Linked DNA regions of Rattus norvegicus: region 2 is linked to region 1. The links are chromatin contacts, called in public Hi-C maps. All regions are on one chromosome and are shown on one strand. The core of a region is the stretch at or near the end of the contact, and the rest is flanking DNA. Distances in the headings are between cores, read along the strand shown. Region 1 holds the start of Cuedc2 (CUE domain containing 2). Region 2 overlaps Sufu (SUFU negative regulator of hedgehog signaling).

Region 1 (5,958 bases), core at 3,136-5,635:
GGTGGCCTCCCCTCTGCAGGGATTTCTTCCCTGGCCTCCTGCTTCTGACCCCTTCTCTGCTGCCCTCAAGGCCACTACCCTCCTTACCCTGCTGCTTTCTCTTAGCAGTGGTCCATCTGGGTCCCTCCTTAGGCACAACTGTATGTCACCAACTCCCAAATGCTCAGTCCCCTGGTTCAGCCTATGAGCTGTTCTCTCTATACATTACTGATGACACTATATTGAAAGGTCACAGGCACCTTACACTTTGCACGTCCCAAAGGGACATCCTCCCTAAATGCATGTCCACACACAGTTCCTGCTACAAATCTAGGAATGAACGGTGACACCACCCTGCCCTTGCTTTCCACCAACCAGTTACAAACTCCTGACTACCCTTTAACACATCTACTATGTATGTGGGTACAGTGTAGTGTAGTGTGCAGTGCTGTGGGATCGTGGGTGGGCTTGCTAACGGGGTATGTGTATATGGAGGCCAGAGGGTGACAACAAGCTGTCTGCTTCAATGACTTGCCTACCTTTTTGGTTTAAGATAAGGTCTCTCTGTTTAGTCCTGGCTGTCCTGGAACTTTTTTTTTTTTCCGGAGCTGGGGGTCCTGGAGCTCTCTATGCAGCCCAGAATGGTCCAGAGATTCTCTTGCTTCTGCCTCCCAAGTGTTGTGATTAAAGGCATGAGCCTTGGGGGTTTTTTTGATACAGAATCTCTTTTTTGTCTTTGTTTTGTTCTATTGAGTTAGGGTTTCTCTGTGTAACCCTGACTGTCCTGGAACTCAGTACTCAAGAGATCTGCCTGTCTCTGCCTCCCAAGAGCTGGGATTAAAGGCATGCTCTACCAGGCATGCACTACCACTGCCCCGTTTGAGGCAGTAGCTCTTTCTTGATGAACCCAGAGCATTCCATTTTGGCTTTTCTAACTGGCCTTGGCACTCCTGTCTTGAACCCACAGTGCTGGACTTACAGGTTTGTGCTACCCCACCTGTTTGTAAGGTTTTGGGTTTTTTTGTTTTGCTTTTGTTTGTTTGAGACAAGATCTCTTATCTAGTGTTGGCTGTCTTGGAACTTACTATGTACTCCGGGACAGTCTTGAACTCACAGAGATCCACCTGCGTCTGCTTGGGATTAAAGGCAGGTACCACTATGTCTGGCTATGCCTGTTTTTGTTGTTGTTCTTAGCTTGGGTGCCAGGGATCAGAACTTGGGTCCTCATGCCTGTACAGCATGCACTGTACCCACCGAAGCATCCCCTAGCCCTATATCTTAGTTCCTCCTCAGCATCCACGTTGTGCCATTTCTCACCTGCAGGAGCTTCCTGGAGCTTTCTCTCTCCCTGCTACGATCTCTTCCCCAGCAATGTCTTCTCCATACCATAGCTATATGAGTTACTTAAAGTCCAGTAGCTGGGGCTGGAGAGACGACTCCTCAGTGAAGGGTACTTACTGCTGTATCAGAGTAGCAGAGTTTGCACATCACCATCCACACCAGGAGGTTCCCGATAGGGCCTGACATCCCTTTTTGCCCCACCTGAACACAACGCAGCTTTAAAAATGATGATGTGGTGGCTCACACCTTTAATCCCAGCACTCAGCAGACAGAAGCAGGTGGAGCTCTATGAATTGAGTCCAGCCTGGTCTACATAGTGAGTGAGCCACTTTTAGGGCTCGTCTACTCACGACTACCCAATACTCTCCAGACAGAGTAACTTTTCCTTACTTACCGGGGCTTTTCATAGCCATAGTTAGTGAATTATTTGAACTATGTTTAATGTTTCTTCCAGTTGTTTTATGAAGTCGAAGACAACTCTCCTGTTTCCTCCCCTGGAACCTTGCTCCAACCCTCTGCCCTCAACATCCTTGGGAACTAGGCGCTCAAAAATCAATGACTCGGGGTTGGGGATTTAGCTCAGTGGTAGAGCGCTTGCCTAGCAAGCGCAAGGCCCTGGGTTCGGTTCCCAGCTCCGAAAAAAAGAAAAAAAAAAAAATCAATGACTCCTGTCTGTACAGATGATGAGTGAAACCCACTGAGTTTAATGGAGCAGCCAGAGTTACCTGAGTGAACTGCCCAGTTAGATCTAAGTTCAGGGGATGCAGCTCAGCAGTACAAGGTCTGCATGTGCGATGCCCAAGGCTGGACTCCCCAGCAACTCTCCAGAGTCAATTTAGGGTTAACGCTGAGGATGAGGGATATCAAGATTCCCACAGAATGTAAGGATGTAGCTGTGACAGAACAAGTCATTTGGGAAGGAGGACTGAGTAACTCCCATCTCCCAAGGAGATGACCACACTGTGACCCTTAGCCATGGGGCAGACCTTAGCCATGGGGCAGCCTTAGTGCAGGGGCAGAACACCTTTGCCCAGGCATTCTAGCCCCATCATGCAACTCCCCTGAAAACATACCCCCTCCAGACACTTACCCCACCTTCACACCCTGACTGTTGACAGTGGCCTGGAAACCTCTGCAGGGAAAAAGAAACTTGGCTGCCCATGAAAGCCCAGTTTCTGAGGAAGCTTCTCCAGGGATATATGGGGTGTCTCTGGATTTCTAACCAAAGGGTAGGAGTTGCAAACTGTCTTCAAAGGAAAAGCCTTCTTCCGTCAAGGTTCTGTGGCTGGCTTTTCTGCTAAGGGGCCATCGCCTCTCCTCTTGTTCTTGGACTGATCAAACATGGCCCAGATTTTAGCATCTGCCACATCTCCCTTCCTTCTCTCCCTTCTCTTTCCTCCCAGCTTCCCTGGCATGTCCTTCCTGCTTGGGGTCACTTCCTAATGTTTGTCTCCCCTGAGCTGGGGAAGGCCTGAACTACTAAACTGGCTTCCTGAGTCAGCCTGGGCATCTTGTTTTTGTTCTGGAATAAAATCAGGATTTCCATGGGACTTCTCAAATTCCAGATAATAGCCCATAGGACCCCATTACTTCTTGAGAACCCCAAACAGAGATTACTGTTTGGCGGTAACCTATGAAATGTGACAACCATTCTTTCAGGAGTTCTGCTAAAATAGCTCTGTTGGGGGCTGGAGAGACAGATCAACAGTTGAGAGCACTTGTTCGTGCATTAGACCTAAGTTCGATTCCCAGCACTCACACGGCTTACAGCTGTCCAGAATTCCAGTCCCTGGGGATACAACACTCTCTTTCAGCTCCAAGGGTACCAGGCATACATGTGGTACACAGACATACATGCAAGCAAAGGAGTAATACATATACATAATACATATTACATACATATAATTTGATGAAATACATCTAAAGATAGTAGGGAAAACATCTCTGATGAGGGTGAAAAGCAGCATCTACTGACTGCATATAAAGCACGGCATTAACTTTCTTAATCCTTGTAGCAAGCTTTAAAATGTGGGTAATTCTATTCTGCCTGTTACCTGAACAGAAATGAAGGCACTGGAAATTTGAGAAACTTTCCTAAGGTCACAGGGTAGGTTTAATGGCAGATTCACACAGGGAAAGAAAGCCTGGCACCAGAAGCCTCTGTTAAACACTGCACCACCTCTCACAATGCCAGTGGTGTGGCCTCTCCTGCCTGGCCATCCATCAGTCTTGTCTAGATCAGATTCTTTGCTTGTTCGGCCCCATCTCCCTGTTCAGAACAACTTTCCCCCTGTGCCTCTACAAGCACGATTCTTCAGAAATCACTTCCTCTCTACAGCCAGCTAACTCAGCTACCATCCCCACTGGCCCAAGATGGCTTGAAAGCCTCCCAAAGGAGTGGGTACCGGCCTGCACCCTTCAGACACTCTATTCGAGGGTGCAGGGCTAGAGGGATCCTCTGGGCAACTTGGATTGGAGAATGTAGTATCATGCTACTCCCTCAGAGTGGAGAGGCACTTACTGAGAGCAGGCCACGTGGATGGAGAATTCCTGGGAAGCAATGTGGGAAGGAGCCCTGAGAAGCTAAGGGAGTAAAGGGGTCCTTAGCCCAGAGGTCTTCACTACTTCTTCCGTGCCCTTTAGTAAAGACTCGATGAAGCGTAATGAAGGACTTAGCAAATACTATTTCACCTTGATTCCCACGCCAGGTCTTAGTACCAAAGCCATTGTGAGGAACAAGGGATCCGGCCACTCAAAGTTAGGCAAGTGCACAAACCACGGGAGGTGAAGCACAGAAAGTAGGATCCCCTTGACGGCCGACCCTTGAAGCAAGAGCTTTTTATAACCGTTAGCAGGGCACTCAAAAACTTTCACAATAGCTGCCGGAGGACAGCGATGCAGCAGCCGCCAGTGGAAGGGGGTGAGTCACGTGACGAGATAGGCCTGAACAAACTAGATGTTCCTCCATACAGGCCACGGAGACAATTAGAGAAAGGGGTCCGGCCGACACCCCCCCCGGGGGGGGGTGTTGTAAGGGAACACCATGAAGTGTAGGTACCCTGTGTCAATGCTCTCTGAGACTCTCCTAAGGCTGGAAGGGAAATCACCTGCTCCGTCAGGCGCCGCCGGCGACTTGTCCCGCGCGGTGCAGTTCTTACCCCCTAGCCCCAACAAGGAGACCAAAGGCGGGGCCAGAGCAGTTCCCTTCTGGAGGATGACATGGTGGCCATTTTTGAAGAGGGCAATTTGCCCGTACAAAGGCGGGGTTTCTCTCCTCATTTTCAAATATACCCGCGTTTTGAACCGGCTCCTCCGGCGGCCATTTTTGTTTTGGGTAGAGAGGCATGACTGACTTGTTCCCTTATTGTCCGCTAGAGGTCCGGAACATTTCGGCATTTATTCCTGAAAGATTCCAGGATTTCCTTCCCTGCCTTATTTCCTCGTCACCAGGAGCCCCACCTGGAAATCCTATAGATTTCCCTTTCCTCTTCCTTGTCTTTCCGGTCCTTCTTCAATCTCTGTGGGTCACCGACTGGATGTGGTGTCTCCTATTGCAAGATCTAAAGATCTCCCCCATATTCCAGCATGTGTTCGATCTGGCTTCAAGCCCTGCCACCCAGTCAGCTCTTGGGGTCTCACTTCCAGGACCTTATGTGTCCCCTTTGTCCCTTATAGATGTCTTCCCAAGATTAACGTGGCTTACAGGGTCTTTAGCAGGTGATGAACATTAAATGCTTGAAGTGAGGATAGAACTGAACCCGGGTCCAAGACAGCCTGCAGATCCTCTGCAGCCACAGTGTCCTCTTGCCTACGCTGGCAGGGCTAATAATCTAGAAGAGACAGGGCAGCTATACACCAGGACCCAGTAAGTAAGTCCTCAGCTTCTGCTTTCTCTTCCTGCTACCTCAGCTTCCCCACACTGCTCCTCACCATAGGCTCCCTCCTCCCCAACAGGGTGGGTGACTGCTGAGAAGGAGAAGGAAGGAGGAGAGGGAGGGGCAGGCTTGGCTTCTCCCATAAAAGTACTGTTGCTGCCAGACTGGCGCTGTGAGGGTTAATAAGAGGTAGGTGACAGCCACTTTGAACTCTTGCCAAGCAGGCCTCTGGAAAGGAACCAATGGTCTCCCCCATCAGCCCCAGGCTCCTGCCTGCTCTCCCTTCTGGGTCCCCTTTCCCCCTCCCCTTTACCCATTGCACAATACAGATGACTGTTTATTCCTTACCACCCCCATTCCCGGAACCTACAGGTTTCCTCAGCAGAGCTGCCTCTTGTTCTAACCCAGACCCCTGCATACCCAAGGCTCTACCCTTCCTCTCCCATCTCCCATTCTTGCATGGTTTGCTACTGGGTGTAGCTAGATAGCAGAAAAGATAACCCTGAACTCTCAGGGAATAACAATGCCAAAGATTTCTAGGGGGAACTTCTCTATTCCTAACTCAGACTCTGGGGAGACCTAACTCTGTGCAGCTGGAGTCAGGTTCTGGGGCCTCAGAACAGAATGTGGGCAGAGGGAAGGAACTGCTACAGACTAAAATGTCAGGTAGCACTTCCATGAATCTCTAAAATGGTGGTCCTAAACCTTCCAAAGGCTCAGGCCCTTTAATACAGTCCCTTGTGTTATGGTTACCCCCGACCAT
Region 2 (5,514 bases), core at 1,925-4,424, 110 kb after region 1:
GGTGTTGGATCCTCCTAGAGGATAGAATCCCTGAAGTTATAGGCAGATGTGAACCTCCAAATGTGGGTGCTAGGAATTGAACCTAGGTCCTTTGGAAGAGTAGCCAGTGCTTTTAACCACTGAGCTATATCATCTCTCCAGTCCTAGGGCTTTTATTTTTAGTATTTTTAGGGCATAGGCTAAACATCTGGTGGGTGAAATCAGTAGAGTTTTACTAGGAATAGCCATGGGCTGTGGCTACAGGAATCTGAGCTCTGTAGCAGCAGCGAGAATGAGGTGCATGTGCCTGGCTCACAGGGAGTTCAGGGACCCACAGTCTGTCTCTGCTAGCCCGGGAGACTCATTTGGGGCACAGGCCTACATAACTGCAGTGTACTGAGCTTCCTTTACTGTGAACGGTGTTTTCTGTGTAGTCAGTCCTCTCTCTGTGACTGTGACTTTCCTAAAGAGAAAGGAAGTGGAGAGGGAGAAGGGTTTTTTTCTGCTTTAGTTTGGTTTTTGGAGACAGGGTCTCAGCGTATAAACTTGACTGGACTGGAACTCATTATGTAGAGCAGGCTGGCCTGGAACTCATAAGATCTACCTGCCTCTCTCGCTTTCCAAGTGCCTGGATTAAAGGTGTGGGCCACCATGCCCCACTCAACTGAAAGGTATTTGACAATCTGTAGGGGTACAGCTCTGTATCTCTTGTGGTTAGATTTCTGATCTTTCCCAACTCCTATTGATGTCATGTGAAACCTAGAAGGAACACCCTGGGTATTTCTTCTCGCTTTTCTTTTCTTTATTTTTGAAAAAGGATCTCAAAAATCCTGCTGCAGGATGGCTGGGGTTGCAGGCTTGGCCTCCCTTCATCTTCCCTCCTGATGGATGATATGTTATGTGCATAGTCGGTTCTCTTTTTGGAGTCTTCAGCCACATTTAGCCAAATTAATGTCAGGAACCCCACTCAAATGAACTTTTCAAGTTTCAGAATTTTCAAAAGGCCAGTGGGGTTGAAGGAGGACATTTTTTTCTTTTACCACTTGACCAGGTGGAAGAATGTCATAACTGCTCCTACCCACAGCAGCTCAACTCTGAAGGGCTTGGTCTTCTAACTGCAAAGGAGCCCACTGACTGTGCACATAGAAAATCTGTGCATGTGTAGTATGTTTGCTCGTCTTAAAGAATGGCTGTACCCCAGCCCTTCCCTGGTAGAGTCTGTTTGGAAGCCCTGCTGTAGGGCTGCCGTGTGTGCACATGTGCAGAAAGGCTGGGATGCAAGTTAGTACCACTGAAGCGTCAACGCTCCAGAGTGTCACACCTTTTCCTCTCCCCTAGGAGAAGGTCAAGTGTTTAAAAAGAATTAATTACCCAGAACATATTTTGATTTTGCTCCTGTGCACATCCTCACATTCAGCTGCTTTCTCAGTTTCTGAGTGAGCCTTGCTGTAGGACAGAGCTCTTGCTGTGGCTTGGGGAGTGGGTTCTGTGTGTGTTTGGGGGAGGGGGGGGTTGGTCTCAGGCAGAATCACTGCAGGCTCCTCCTGCTGAAGTGCTCACTCACAACTATATTTGATCCCTTTGAGGGAAAGAACAAGACTGGTCCTCCTCAGCAGGAAGGGAGTCTGCTGCCCTCTTTTGATGGGTAAGTGCTGTCAGGGGGAGGTGGATCTGACTGCAGAGGGGTCTTAGGACACTGGGCCACAGCATAGTACTCCTCAATGTCAGTGCTGGGTGCACCCCTTCCCCAAATGAAGTTAGCATTGCATAGGTGTTTTAGGGCTGCAGAGTAGGCAAATGCCCAAGCTTTCAAATCAGGGTGAACTTAAGGAGGGATGCAGTGGGGACAGTTAGGGAGCCCAATCAGGGATGTGTGATCTTGGTTTCCCTCACTGCCTCAACCAGACCTGGTTAAAACAGCAACCTCTGGAGAGTCTTGTTGCCTGTCCCAACCTCTATATGTTTGCCCCTATTGGACTGCAGCGCATGTAAGGGGAGAGAGAGAGAGAGAGAGAGAGAGAGAGAGAGAGAGAGAGAGAGAGAGAGAGAGAACGCACATGGAGGTCAGAGAACTTGGAGGATGTTGTTTCTCCTCCACCCTGTAGGTTCATCTAGCTTGTTGGCCCCTCTGTCGTATTTCTTGCTTATCACTGACTGTCCCTAGAAGGCCTCTGATCACCATCCTAGGGTACTCAAAACAGTACTTGGAAAGGAACACTTGCTTCAGCCACACAACCCCCCAAAACATTATCTTCCCCCCTAAGCACTTTAGTTCTAAGGGCCAAATTGGGGGTGGGGGGGCTGTGCCTTATTTTCCTTGTAGACCAGTGTGACTATACTATTACACAGAACGCAGACAGCCAGCCCATCATGCTACACGGGGTTAGGATGAATTAGGAACCCTTGGAGAATGTATTCACTCTTTCAAACAATACCTGTTTCCTGAAACCCATTTCCCTAGATTTTGCTAATCTATTATATCCTGATCAGTCAGGCTTCAGAGCACTGTGACTAAAGCTGGACTCTGGGGAGGTGGGGATGGGAAAGGCCAATTTGAGGTGTCCATCAGAGTCAACACTCATTCAGCACTAGGCTTGCAAGCATGTACACACATATACACACATACACACAAACATGTAGGTATCCACACTCCACACACGCGCACAGGGTTTTAAGGGGTTTGCCAGGCAGTAGTTACTGAGGAATGTTCATGTGGACTCATGAGTTCTTTCAAGCAGGGCAGGGCACTGACTGGAACTGGCTTTCTTTAGGCTCTCTGATATCCTGAATACTGAGCATTCAGAGAGGGCTGAACTCTGCTGGCTGACAGTGGCCTTTCATGTAACCTGAGGGCTCACAGGAAGGAAGGAAGGAAGGAAGGAAGGAAGGAAGGAAGGAAGGAAGGAAGGAAGGAAAGAAGGAGAGAAGGGATAAAAAGCCATTTCCCAGCCCCCTACTAGGAATGGCCTTTTATAGGCCAGGCCTGACCCCAGGGATTTCCAGTCCCTCTTGGTGAGGAGGTTTAGGGAACCAGAGAGGGAAGGAGCCCCTCTAGCCCCTGGCTGGACAGCTGGGCCTCCAACCAAGGCTTTATTAGCATTTGAAAAAGGCTCGGAAGGGCCAGAGCTTCCTGGGGCAGCGCTGGGGCCTAGCGCTGAGACCTGTGGTGGCTTCCCACAGAATAGGGCCAAGTGTTCAGGGCATAAAGACCAGGCTGGACTCAAGAATGAGCCCTTTGTGGCTTTGTCCTTAGCTTGAAAACTGTGACCAAGCCTCTTTCATTGTTAAGAAAGACTATTTTTTGGCCACTACAGACCCTGCCATTCTCTGGAAAGTTCTGTTAGTGTGTCATGCTCTCTAAATATTTATTGCAAAGTGAGGCTTTCTTTTACTCCTCTTAATTCAGTAATGCTTTCTGCAGCCTTGGCCACACACATGCTTGGAGCAAGGTGTGTCTGTTGACCCTAGAACAGCAACTTGGCCTGAGGCTCTTTTTGCTTAGGGTCTCTTCACTACTTCCTAAATCAAGCCTGAACACAGTGCTATTTGATTATTCTTATTTAACCATTTGGGTTGGTAACCATTTGTTTTTACATTGGAGTCAATAATGGTTGATGAAAGTCATAGCTTTAAACCTTCCCAACCCTTTCCCTGTGTCCAATCTAAAGTCTTTACTGTCTTATAGAGGCTCTCACTAGACAACTGAGCCCTGGGACAAGCCTGCAGGGTCCAGCCATCTGTTTCATAAACCAGGAGCAACGGTGCCACCTACTGGGTGCTTTCTGTTACTACAGGCTCAGTGGCTGTCCTGTTTTCTGGCAATTACACGTGTGTCTCTGTGGTATTTCAGCACATAGCAGTAGTACACTGAGTACAGACCAGAGGCCTAGGATTGGGCACTGAACCTAAGGTTACAACTAGTAAGGGGCAAAGGCCTCCAAACTCCAGAGTACTGTGCTCTGCTCTTAGAGCCACCAGAGTTCTTTGAGCCCTGTTGATTTTATCTGAGTTTAATATGACTTTCTAATACTTGTATAGCATTGTGAACGTGTTCATTCGCAGTTTTCAATAATCTGGCAACAGTATCAGCTAGAACCTAATGGGTTGTTTTCCTTGTATTGTTTTGAAGCTGTCCGATTTTACTCCATGACAACTGAACAATATGACTCTTCAGTATTTAGTATGAGTATGATGGTATAAAGGTGTTTTGTTTTTAAAGATTTATTTATTTTATGTATATGCATACACTGTAGCTGTCTTCAGACACACCAGAAGAGGGCATCAGATCCCATTACAGATGGTTGTGAGCCACCATGTGGTTGCTGGGAATTGAACTCAGTACTCTGGAAGAGCAGTCAGAGCTCTTAACCTCTGAGCCATCTCTCCAGCCCCTAAAGTTTGTTTGTTTGTTTAAATACATGTTGTGGAGGGAATGTTTGGTAGAATACATGCCTAATGTGTATGTCATGTTCATCCCAGCACTGAAGAAAAAGTAGGTTTGAGTACAGTTAGATTTCTTTAGGGGCTGAGGAGCTGGCTCAGCCGTTATAAGCACTTGCTGCTCTTGCAGAAGATCCAGGTATGGTTCCCAGCACCAATATGGCGCTTACAACCATCTGTAACTCCTGTTCCAGGGGATGGAGAAAAAAAAAATTTTTTTAAGCTTGTTTGAGAAAGGAGTGTGTTAGTGTTGTGGGGAAAATAGATAATAATGATGTAGGGACACAGATAAGGCAGAGCTCTTGGTAGCAGTGCCAAATATTGGGAAGCGTCCCTCTCACTGACAGCCACATGATTCTGCAACTGTGGATAGTAAAATGCTGTCCCAGCAGTATGAGCTGGTTTCCGCTAGGCTGGCTGCTGAGCCAGGGAGGTGTAAAGATGGGCTTGGTTCCTCTACTTTACCCCACTCCAGGATCATCACGCCCTCCGCTTCCTTGTCCTCCACCTCTTGTCTCCTCCTCTTCCTCTTCTTTTTTCTCCCTCCTCCTCTTTTTCACAATAGCTTTTGATAACTCACATAATATATACTTCACAGTTGGAAACCATTATTTCAGTGAGCCTGGAACATCTCCCTAAGAAACGCACATGCAGAACTTTCCCCGCCCGCTCCCTCTCCATCTCCTGCAACTGCTCCCAGTTCTCTATAGCAGTGGCATCTGGCAAGAATACGTGGTCTTCTGTGATCCACTAGCTCCTTTCATTTAGTGTCATTTTTAAGTTACATTCATTTAGTGTGAGTGTTGTGTGAGCTTGTGTGCACACACACGTGTGTATACATGTGCCACAGTACACATGGGGAGTGGGAGAACCGCTTCAGGAACCAGTCCTTTCCTTCTACTCTGTGGGTCCTGGGGATCAAACTTTGGCTCTCAAACTTTCCAGTCTGAGTACTGGAAACTAATCCTAGGTCCTCCCCACGAATAACAGTGCTCTTAACTAAGCACGGCAGCATCTCTCCAGCCCTTTCTTGGTTTTGGTCTTGGATTCCTCCTTAGGGCTGCGATTTTCCCTTTTTTTCCCTGGATTCTGAGC

What was found. A called contact is a pair of places that touch in the nucleus more often than the background predicts.
Region 2: a contact with region 1 is called in a Hi-C map of frontal cortex, with 1.8 times the contacts expected there. The contact joins the enhancer-like site here to the promoter of Cuedc2 in region 1. A contact is called at or near these places in 2 of 12 Hi-C or Micro-C datasets (frontal cortex and psoas muscle).

The regions. Positions count from the first base shown.
Region 1 is chr1:255,137,286-255,143,243 of GRCr8, forward strand. It overlaps Cuedc2 (CUE domain containing 2), which reads right to left and starts at 4,386. Exons shown (of 9, transcript NM_001079886.1): 1 at 3,842-4,386.
Region 2 is chr1:255,246,972-255,252,485 of GRCr8, forward strand. The region is part of intron 3 of Sufu (SUFU negative regulator of hedgehog signaling); the gene reads left to right. Among named protein-coding and RNA genes, the nearest start is that of Sufu, 51 kb to the left of the region's middle. Within about 2 kb of position 3,175, at least 29 of the 93 cell types and tissues checked have an H3K27ac peak or open chromatin away from gene starts, as enhancers often do.